2 separate regions of the Callithrix jacchus genome follow, and region 2 is linked to region 1. A link is a contact called in public Hi-C data. All regions are on one chromosome and are shown on one strand. Each heading gives the region's core, a stretch centred on a gene start, on an enhancer-like site or on the middle of the called end of the contact. The rest is flanking DNA. Distances are from core to core; before and after follow the strand shown. Region 1 overlaps MBNL1 (muscleblind like splicing regulator 1). Region 2 overlaps MBNL1 (muscleblind like splicing regulator 1).

Region 1 (5,695 bases), core at 1,799-4,298:
TTAGAAAATTCATTTGAACAAAGAAGAAAAATTGTTATTATGGGAACAGTGGCATGTAACTGTCAGCACAATCAAATCATACAACAGCACAGTGATCAATTAGAACTAGTCTCAAGTGAAGAATAAAAGCCAGTTTAACTGTGTGCTGGTACACTTTGTTTCTCTTAATTGTTGTCTATAAGCAAAAGCATTTTGGAACTAATTTAAATCCACTTCATTATTTTAAAAATAATATTGTAATCTGTTTTGTTTTAATCTGATTACTAACCATCTGGTTGCTTTGCTGTTTCTGACTTTAACTTATGAATGCCTTAACATTTTCTTTATATCAAGCACATACTAACTTATTAAATATATTATTTATTATTAAATACTAAATAACTCAATGTACAAAACTGACTTAAAAATATAATGAAACCCAAACATTTATTTTATTCCTTTTGTTTTATTTTCCTGTTCATTGTAGCAGCAAACATACAGACATGGAAGGGGTTGTGATTATTCATACAGAATTTATATTTGGAGCTATACCAAGCAATAAATTACACATAAAAAAGTGAAATTTCTGCATTTCCTTAGTTTGAAATTAAAATGTAGGAAAAGCATGAAGAGGGAACATAACTTCTTGTAAGGATCAAATTGGTTTACTTCATGTTATCTAGGAAATCAGAGTGGTTTTCATTGCTGCTTTAGACCTTCAAGACTTCTGGGAGTAGCAAATGTTCAAGAAAATTTCGCATATAAGAAACTGCTAATTAGACTTCACTAAAAACCTTGAGTGGGAGATAGTGAAGATACATACATCACATATGGGGTGTTAGCACTGATGCTGACAATTGTTCAACCATGATAAGCAAAAATAAATGGTGCATCTATAGATAGTCCTTGTTCTCTCTGACATGTAAATATTGAAAATTTAACTTATTTTACCAAGTACAGGGCACTTTCCCGTATGCAGAACTAGTGTTCTTTCTATGGGATTATTTTAGAATTCTAAATTTTAAAATATCAAAGGATTTTATATTTCTATCTAAATCTTGGCATATCCTGTTTAAATACTAGCAGCATCTGGGATGAACATTTGTTAGAAAAGTATCTGCCAAATGAATCTTGTCAGAGATGGTCCTATAAAATGAAGCTGCCATTGAGAAACTCAACTCAAACGTGGATTACTTAACTGGCATCCCTGTAACAGCTGCAATTAGTTTGTTATCACAATTAGACTGTGGGCACAGTGATCAATGATTAAACTCTGTAATGAATCTGGGGACACATTGTATCAGGTAGAATAATAATATATTGACAAGCATTATGACACTTGATGATCCCTGTCATTTGCTACTACTACTGAGTCAAAGACTTGTGAAAGACAAACAGAAACAAGCCAGTAATAACAAAGAAGTTATAATAATTTGAGACAGTAGAGCAAGCAAAACTTAATACTGGATCTACATCTTATGAAATCATTACTGTCTTAATGGTAGGGTGAGAGAATTGGAAAAGAAACGACAAATGAAAAAGAATAATGTGATAATTAAGGAATATTAAAGCCAGTTTAAATACTGTATGGGTTATATGTTTCAATTATTTATTATTATGCTGAGATTTGCCTACTATATTTCATCCCATGCATAATTAAGCCTGCACATGCCGAAAATGAGTTAACCTTATACTATCTCTCTAAAACTCTAAAGCTTTTATGATTTAAATTTTAGTTTGAGTTATCTTCCTCATTACCATTATAACCAATGCACACAGTTTTGAAAGGGATTTGCAGCAAATAAACATAAGGGCAGCAATGATAATACTAGCCAGGGTGCAGTAACTCACAAATATGAGGACATAATGCTGTAGGACCCACTTACCAAAAACGAAATCACTTTTGAAATGACCGTAATTCCCATCTTTACATGGGTTGATTTACTAATAATAATGTGCAAATGGCCAATTTAAATTTTTCCTCAATTTTCAGCACAAAGCAAAATTTAAGTGAATGTATTTGTCAATTTCCAATTTTCCCTACAACGATATCTGCAGAGCAGAATGGTGTATTTCTAAGAAATGTGTTATTTTCATTGCACAACTCTTTAAATAAAAAATTTTAATTGATATGTATGAAAATGTAGGAAAAACTAGGATAAAAACTTACAAATAAGATGTATGCATAGTTAAAATTACTTGAAGTAGAAGGGAAATAAGTAGAAGAGAGAAAAAGAATTATAATAAAGATTTAGTTGGAAGTTAGAATTTTGATGTAATACTTCAGGCCTATTTAGGTTGATTATAAGTGTTAAGCTGATTAAGATCTACTAAAAACAGTGTATATCATTTTAAAACTAAAAGTTAACAATCAGTTGGATTATTCTCAAAATTGGTATCCAAACAAACAGTACTTTCTTTATTTTATTATAAATAATTAATATATAACTATGAATGACTATATTTATTAATGACACTAAATGTGACAAATCTTTTTGTTTCTCTTCTTTCTATAAACACAGCCCCGCCTATCCCCACCCTTATACCTACACACCACCACCTAAGAAAGTTTCCTGGCGTTTGTTGCTATTCTTGGTGGGGTTGTAATTGTAATACAAGCCAAAGTAGAATTTGTTTAAAGCAAATGTATTTTTAGAACTGTTACAACTCATAAGCCAACCTTGATTGAGGGAGATATGCAAGAGAGGGAGATATGTGAGAGGTGTGCTTCTGACGATGGTAAGAAGGCAAAAGTGGTCATGTAGGGCAGAGAAAAAAGTGCCTCAAGATTGAAGTGGTAGGCAGTGTGCAGCTCCACAGGTAGCTGGGTAGGTAGCCTGTTCTTTCACAACAGCCCTACAGACAGCAGGCCTTCAAGGGCACGGAAGCCTGCAGTACATAGGACAAGGAAGCCTATACCCAAGGCAAGCACAGAACCCTCAGAGTACCTGCCTGAGAGCTCTTGTAAGCATAGGCAATGATCTTATCAGTAGTGAGCAGTGGTGACTGAGGAATGAAGAATGAAGAATACATAGCCTGTCTGAGAATACCAGACTGCACAAGACCTCACTCAAAGTAAGGTCAGGAGAGAGAGGGGCTGGGGGATGGAGTCCTGGATTCCCAGGGAGATGGAGATTAGAGATCAGAGCTAGACTTAATTTAATTTCTCTCTCAACCCAGGGAGATGGAGATTAGAGATCAGAGCTAGACTTAATTTAATTTCAAGGGAAAAAATTATGTAAGGGAAAGTGGTATTTCTTTTTTTTTTTTTTTTTTTTTTTTTTGAGACGGAGTTTCGCTCTTGTTACCCAGGCTGGAGTGCAATGGCGCAATCTCGGCTCACCGCAACCTCCGCCCCCTGGGTTCAGGCAATTCTCCTGCCTCAGCCTCCTGAGTAGCTGGGATTACAGGCACGCGCCACCATGCCCAGCTAATTTTTTGTAATTTTTAGTAGAGACAGGGTTTCATCATGTTGACCAGGATGGTCTCGATCTGTTGACCTTGTGATCCACCCGCCTCGGCCTCCCAAAGTGCTGGGATTACAGGCTTGAGCCACTGTGCCCGGCCTGAAAGTGGTATTTCTTATACACCCTAATTTCATGAGTGAAAATTTATACCTGTAACATAAATAGATTCTAAATTATGCATAATATCTCCAAATAATCAATCTGGCCCTGAAAAGGGAAGGTTAAAACAAGTATATATCTAAATTTGAAAAAACAAAACTTCAGTATGAATTTAACCTAATACTTATTTATCTTTAAATGAGGTGGAAGGTGTAAAACACCATGGAGTTAGGTGATCAGTAAGGGCTACTTCCACTCTCCCAAATTATTTTTAAGGTGTTCGTGTAATAAGCTCATAGATATTGGGAGACTAACCCAGGCCAGCCTGACTTGACTTCAAGTTATACTTAAATCTAAACCTTATAAAAGTCATTTAACTTGGGACAAATCACTGTACCTCATTAGGATTCAAATTACTCATTGGTAAAATGAAAATATTAATGCCAACCTTTTTGGTGTTATAAAAAAATGAGATAATGTGCACAACGCACTCAGTGTAGCATGGAACCAGAGCAACCATTCAATAAAAAGTGGCTCTTTTGGACAAAATGTGTGAAAAAACTTGGCCTAAGGTAATAGGGAATTGTAGGCTTGGAACCGAAGGGTACAGTACGTGTCGATCTAAAGGATTTACATTTAGTTTTCATTTAAACACTCTTAAACAAACAAAAATATTTCTAGATACTAGATTTTACCCTTGGGCCATGAATTTGCAATCCTTCACATAAATACTGGTATACTATGTGGCATACACCAATATTTATTACTGAATAAATGGAAATATGGGTGAATAGATAAATGGGTGGATGAATAGATGGATGGAAAATGGAAGAATAGAGGAAGGGAGGAAGGAAACAAGGATAAATGAGGAAAGAAGATGGGAGGACAGAATGATAGGAGGATGAATGGATAGATGGCTGAATGATGATTAGATGGGTAATGTCCATAGTAAATCCAATTATGTTCTTAAAGTATGTAGTAATTTTTCTTAGCTAGCTGGCTGGCTTGTCACTGCCCTGATCTTTTGCCAACAACCTACTCTGTATACGCAGTCACCTGCTTTAAGAATTTAGCTAATCATGCTTCACTGTAATTTGAATAAAATAGGTCTACATATCAGAATCATCATTGAATAAACAGACTATAGATCTCTAAAATTTGAGCTGTGAAAAACTAAAAGAATTCCATTTTCTTCCTAGTCCCAATAAAATCTTCAGAGCATACCTTCCAAATTATTATACTGTGATACTATCTAATTCCTTGATCATATCATTCTTCTGTATTATTTGTCTGCAGAACAACCAAACTTTGGAAAATGAAATTCCTTTTCTCCCAGGTATTAGACATAGATCATTTGTGAATTTGTAGTAAGATTTCCTTTAGTTCTCAAAGGGTGTTCTTAAAAATCTGAATTAATCACAGAAATTTAAATATTGAGAAATTTCACATATAAGCACACAGATGTCCAGAATATCTGGGGAAAAAAATCAGACACAGCAGCACTGTATATCAGGGCTACTGTGTTAGGTTGTGCAGGTTTGTATAACCAACCCTACGAGGTATATACATAATCAACTGTGGTTTACATAGACTATGATGTAAATGGTGCTACAAAGGGTTTGTAGTACACCAGGTACAACCTGCCCAGGCAGACAATCCTTTGAGGCGAGAAAGGCAAAGTCTGAACATTGACAATACTCTTTTAGCCTGAGCCTGTGCTCCCCTGTGCCTCCCAGATCCCACAGCTCCCAATTTGTTTCTTGCTTCACTTGTGTTTCCTTCCTGAACCCTGAGGCTTTTGCATTTACATTCCCTGCATTAGACTTTTTTCCTTTCTGACTGTCTGACAAAGTGGTGGGGCAGAAATAACGATGACTTATCCCTTTTAACCTTTTCATGCCATAGGGTCAATTTTTTGCACACAGGTACATATTATATAATGAAAATACTTGTAAATAATCATGGAGTCACTACTTACTTCTGATTATGTGATTAATAAAGGTCAACCTGCTGCTTCAGGCCGTTAAAACTAAGTTGCAAATAAATGTTATTTTATGATACTAATATTATATTGATTATATTTGAGAAATATATATGTGTGTATGTGGGTGTGCATGCACGTGTGTGCACGCACGCGCGCGCACACACAC
Region 2 (5,695 bases), core at 1,275-3,774, 150 kb after region 1:
AACAATGCATAAATCCCACAAAATTGTGTAGAGCTACATATGATCACACACAAAAAATAGTAAGTTCCTACACAGTAGGTAGCTATTTTAATAATTATTACAATGGCTAATGCTTGGGTCTTTTGCTGTTTTGATTTCATTACTTCACTTATGAATAGGCCTTTTTCTACAGTCCATACACTTCAGAAAATCAGAAACCGTATTCTTTTTTTTTTTTTTAATTTTATTTTATTTATTTATTTTTTTAATTGCATTTTAGGTTTTAGGGTACATGTGCAGAGCATGCAATACAGTTGCATAGGTACACACATTGCAGTGTGTTTTGTTTGCTTTCTCCCCTTCACCCACATTTGGTATTTCTCCCCTGGCAATCCCTCCCCACCTCCCCCTCCCACTGGCCCTCCCCTTTCCCCCCATAGACCCCAGTGTTTAGTACTCCCCTCTCTGTGTCCATGTGCAGAAACCGTATTCTTAATTTATCTTAAAAATTTCAATCAAAATCTTACAGTAAAACTTAATATGAAATGGGGTTTAAACAAATATTTAATATTTAAAATGAATAGTAATAAGCAATACAATTCTGAATTTTCTAACCTAGAATGCAGATTAAATCCTGGAAACAAGGAACCAACACTTCACAGTTGAATGGGGTCTTATAGAAGAATATGCACAGTTGCACTTTCACATTTGACAGTCTGGAAGCTAGCCTACAAAATACAGCTTTATTTCCTGTGCACAAAGAAAAGCTGCAGGAAAAAGAGCATCATGTGCATATTTAAAACCCTTTGTCCTTAAAGTTAAATACAACTCACCTCTCTCCCATTGATTTTTTTTTTTCCTGATTACATAAAAGTTGTAAGCACTGAAACCTGGTTACCAATCCTGAATGTTTTAACCTGCTCCCAATCAGGAATTTAGCATGAGGAAGATTCAGATGAACTGTATGTCCCCTCCTTTCTCCAAAAGTGTCAGCATCAGAAATAATTTATTCTGTCTAGTCCAGGATGATACTATGGTAGCATCGTGCTTATTTATCAAATACTTGAACAGAAAAACTAAATGGTTTACATATGGAGTCAAATCATTTTAATAATTATGAGTTGATTTTGTCTTTTCTCCAAGATACACAAACTAAAGAGTTAATAGGTCTACCAAATGGTTTTAGGCAAATTCCACACACTGCCCACAAACAGCCTATTCTTGGCTTCTTTGTGCCCACTTTGTTTTTCCCATCCATTATTTGTGAATATTTCTATCACTATACTGGAAATTACTTTGAGAACAGGCACATCTTACCTCTTTATTCTCCAAAGGGTATACCATGACAGGTAGAACATTGGCACTGCACTCAATATTTGCTAAATAAGGATGCTTTCTTTTGCAGCCAAAAGCAAAGCAAAGACTTTCATTTTATATACATTTTTCTCTAAAAACACATACTTTTATTTGCTGTATGTTCTAAATAGCTCTATGAAGAGAGGAATTTGTCAGCAAAGTGACATTTCTCCAACAGCACAAGTCCACAATTAGTAGCTTATCTTTTAAAGTCACAGGCTATGTCACAAGTAAAGTTACAGACAGCACAGACTGATGTATAAAGATGATATAGCATGAGAGCATAAAATAATCAAACAACCATGATCAATAAACTTTTGCCCTATCATTTCTTGGTGAAAATTTTATACCATTATATTATTGGTGAGAAAGTACATTGTCTTTGAACTTCACAAAGCTTCCCCTGACGGAATCCCAAATGGGTCTACCTACTGCCAAATGCATTGTTGTAACACAGCATGATACTGCAACCCCATATTATATCTGCTGAAGATGGGGGGCCTATTTTGTTTTATTTTTGTTTTTACAAGTCCAAGAAACAGAGTATAAGCATTTGTTGAACTATACGCCATTTGTAATCCAACATCAAAGCAAAAAGATGAAAATACCTTTGACAGCCTTTTAAATAAAATTTCTATCTTCTTGACTTATGTCAGTTGTTGTATAGGGGAAGTTTTAAAACTACTGTGTCATAAACATGCCACACTCATTCCCAACAGAATCATGGGATGGGACTGGGGGTGGGGAATGCTGGTTTTGAAGTATGAAAATATCTGCCTTTGGTTCAGTTCGGCTGATCACCAGTTACGTGGATTTAGGCAAATAAGCTAACTTCTCTAAATCTGTGTTCTCTAAGAGGATGATGATTCCTGCCTCACAGGCTCAATTCATTCATTGTCTTCTATTATTACCAAGCTGTTTGTCTTCACTCATGTTTTTCCAAAAAGAATATAAACTGGCAAGAACTCACATAGAAAAGACACTCAAATATGGTAGCTTTCATCATTACTTCCACCTTGTTCTTACTATGCCACTGCATATTCTGAAAAGAGTGCTTTATCTCTGGGCCTATCCCAGATGCCCCCCCTTCCACACAGCATTCCCTGGCCATTCAGTTCCACAAAAACTTCCTTCGTTGAATTTCCTTCCCTCTTTGACTTTCCTCCTTTGGTACTAACTTGTATAGTGCCTTGCATTGTTAACTTTTCAAGTATTTCTCCCCAACTCAGTTAGAAGTCAAAGAAGGAAAGACACTATGTAATTATACTTTCGATCCCCCTCTTGTGACCTACTACAATCCTTTGACTTTAAGCGTGCTCAAAATATGTTATTTGATTATTGAGCAAAACACAAAGGATGAACTGATTCCTCTATGATCTAACATGGTAAAGTAATAAGGAAAAAGACCTCAGCACTTAGTAAATTTTAACCAATTATGAGGAATAGGCATAATACTATTCTTCCTAAATTAATTGTTCCCAATAAAATATTTGCTTTTAAAATCTAAGTCCTCAAAACTATATCACTCTGAGATAGTCATTTGCCACAGGCAATTTTCAGCAAATATGATCCTCCAGAAAGCATTAGGCAGAATACTACTTGAGTACGGTTTTCTATAGTCTTTCCTATTGAAGTATGTATTTTTCTATTGTTAGGCACTTCTCAAATGATTTTTTGGAAAGTTCATGCAATGCCTCAGAGAGCGTCTACTACTGAATCAAAGATTTTCTTCCATCCTCTGTTTTTCACTTTTACTATGTTTATCAAATCTCTTAAAAGTATTTTGGATGCGGTACCTAAGACCCAATGCCTCATCTGAATGCCACTAGGTAGACAATGCAGTTTTTCCCTGAATGTTACAGCAGTGAAGTTTAAATAATGGCTCAAAATAACTTAGAATAAATTTGTCTCATTGAAATTAGCTCAATGACAGAATAATAGAGATGGCAAAGAATGCCAGATACTGTTTAATCTTAGTGACTTAAAAATTAGTCTTTTCTAAGCATTATTTTAATGATATAGCTAAACAGATTTTCACCATACCGTATCTTTATAGCACAAGGCAAAAACTAGATAGGAAAAAAAAGTCTAATAATAGAAAAAAGCGTGTAATAAGTGTGACTTTCACATAATACTAACAAAGGCAAAATAAAATACTGTCTACATTATTCTCTAGCTTGATAGAAACATACTGTATTTAAAGACATAAATAGTGCAATTTCTGTATATTTGTGGACATAGGCAATCTAACTCATAAGTTGTTATTTATAAATAAAATCTTTTTCTTGAAAACTGTCTTGATTTTATGGAAATTTTTTGCTATATACGAAATAAAACAATCTATCATTGTTCGGACATTTTCTGTTTAAACTATTTTAAACCATTTATTTTTAAAAAGCTTGTAAGGTCCTCAAACTAAAAAGACCTGTAAGTATTCCAGTAAAGCTTTCTATTTTATTTGAAATATAACTGTCCTCCTAACTCCAGATAACCATTAACCAAATGCAACTGTTTATTGATTTCTGTAAGTAAATCATTCTGTTTATAATAGTGACTGATTATTAAGGATTTTTAGATACAAGAAAAAGAATGTCCTGGTTATACTGATACCTTCCCTAAAATAGCATGGTCTGAGAAGTATAAATGTCAGCCACATTGAGCACATTGCAAACTTGTTTTATCATGTATCTATCTGCCACCTTGTTTATCACTAAGGATAGGTTACACAGGCATTCTGAGCATGGAATTTAATAAGAGAGGAGAACTGCCTGGTTGACACTGAGACATTTCTCAGCAAATAACAAAATGTGCCTAAAGTTGAAATTAGGTTTACTTTAAAATTACCAATTTGGGACAAAAGAATTTGGTGACCTATAGGTCACCATTTAGTGCTTTAAAAGAGCTTGGCATAGAAATGAAATGTTTTAAGAAATTAACATGTATCTTCTATTTAATCAAGGTATATTCCCTGATAAAATGTAATTTTAAATGTTTTCCCTTACTGACATTTTAATATATAATTGTTAAATATTTTTATCAATAAAAAGTCTTTAAAATTCTTACTGTATTTTGAAAATAATTGTTAATACCCCCATTGCCTTTAATATCCATATCCAGTCAGCTTCTACATCCTATGCAGCCTAAACTTACCACATTTCTCCCAGCATGCATGTCCTCCTTTTCATTCTAGGGCCATTCCCCTCATTTAGTCCTGCATCTCTGTTCTGTATGACCACAATCTCTACTTCATCCTATATGTGTCCTATTCTTCCCCTATAAAATGTCCCCAAAACACAGCTCCTATAAGGTTACTGCCCTAAACACCAAATATCTGTTTATTCCGTACTATTTATTATTAAACTTACTACCTGCTCAACAACCACATCGAAAGTGTAGCACCAATCTCCCCTGCACATCTGATTCCTCATTTCCTCCTATCCTACTAATGCCTCCCACCACCACCGCCCCCGCCCCCCCGACACACACAGGCCTTTTCTCTCTATCTTCTTATTTTCTGCCCATTCTTCTGGAGTCTCCGCAAATGCTGTAGAAAGTACAAGTCTTTTAAAGTATTCCAAACATTTATGTTGTCAAGCTCCTATCAGTAACCAAAATAAGTACTTTTAAAATCTGTTTTTGTTCTTTTACATAGGAGCATGAATTCTAAAACTGGACTACCTTGGTTCAACTCCTTATTGTGCTACTTACTAATTAAGCACCTTTGCACAATTAACTGGACTTGTCTGTGCCTCAGTTCCCCCGCCTGCAAAATCAGGATATTAATAGTACCTATCTCGTAGGGTTTTCTGAGTAATACATGAATTAATTTATAAACCTCAGCTTGGCACACAGAAAGTATTCAAAAATGTTAGTAGTCATTATTACAGCTATATTCTCATCACTATTCTTTGTATGTAATCAGTGGAGGCAAGACAAGAAAAATTGGTTAAAAACAGGAACACTGGAATAAACAAAATAACAAGCCTCATATCTCTGCAAATGAAAAAATTGTTCTAGTCATGAGCTTTACGATAAAAGTCATAAGGCCTACTTTACAGCTGTAGAAAAGATTAAATGAGATACCTTATTTAAAAGTATACAGCAAGTGGCAACTTCTACTATTTTCACAATTATTTACACCTTTATAATGTCACAGATTTAGAAACTAGGGCATGAAAAGACTAAATGATTTTCTCCCAAATTTACTGTTTCTTTCAAGAAATAAATAAAAACGTAATCACTTCAAAATAAGTTTATTTAAGTAATAATAACATTGATATCACTTCTTACATTTACAAAGGAGTTCCACTTTGAGAAACCTGATATATTCCCCAGTGAGGTCTGTTCTTGTTGTTCTGCC

What was found. Hi-C and Micro-C count contacts between places; a contact is called where the count stands out from the background.
Region 2: a Hi-C map of skeletal muscle shows a contact between it and region 1, with 4 times the contacts expected there. The contact joins two enhancer-like sites. A contact is called at or near these places in 2 of 3 Hi-C or Micro-C datasets (both in skeletal muscle).

Annotation. Positions count from the first base shown.
Region 1 is chr17:32,883,118-32,888,812 of calJac240_pri, forward strand. All of the region lies in intron 7 of MBNL1 (muscleblind like splicing regulator 1), which reads right to left. Among named protein-coding and RNA genes, the nearest start is that of MBNL1, 160 kb to the right of the region's middle. Within about 2 kb of position 3,049, at least 1 of the 16 cell types and tissues checked has an H3K27ac peak or open chromatin away from gene starts, as enhancers often do. A contact at or near this core is called in skeletal muscle, where this site is marked.
Region 2 is chr17:33,037,382-33,043,076 of calJac240_pri, forward strand. The region is part of intron 1 of MBNL1 (muscleblind like splicing regulator 1); the gene reads right to left. Among named protein-coding and RNA genes, the nearest start is that of MBNL1, 9.5 kb to the right of the region's middle. Within about 2 kb of position 2,525, at least 2 of the 16 cell types and tissues checked have an H3K27ac peak or open chromatin away from gene starts, as enhancers often do. A contact at or near this core is called in skeletal muscle, where this site is marked.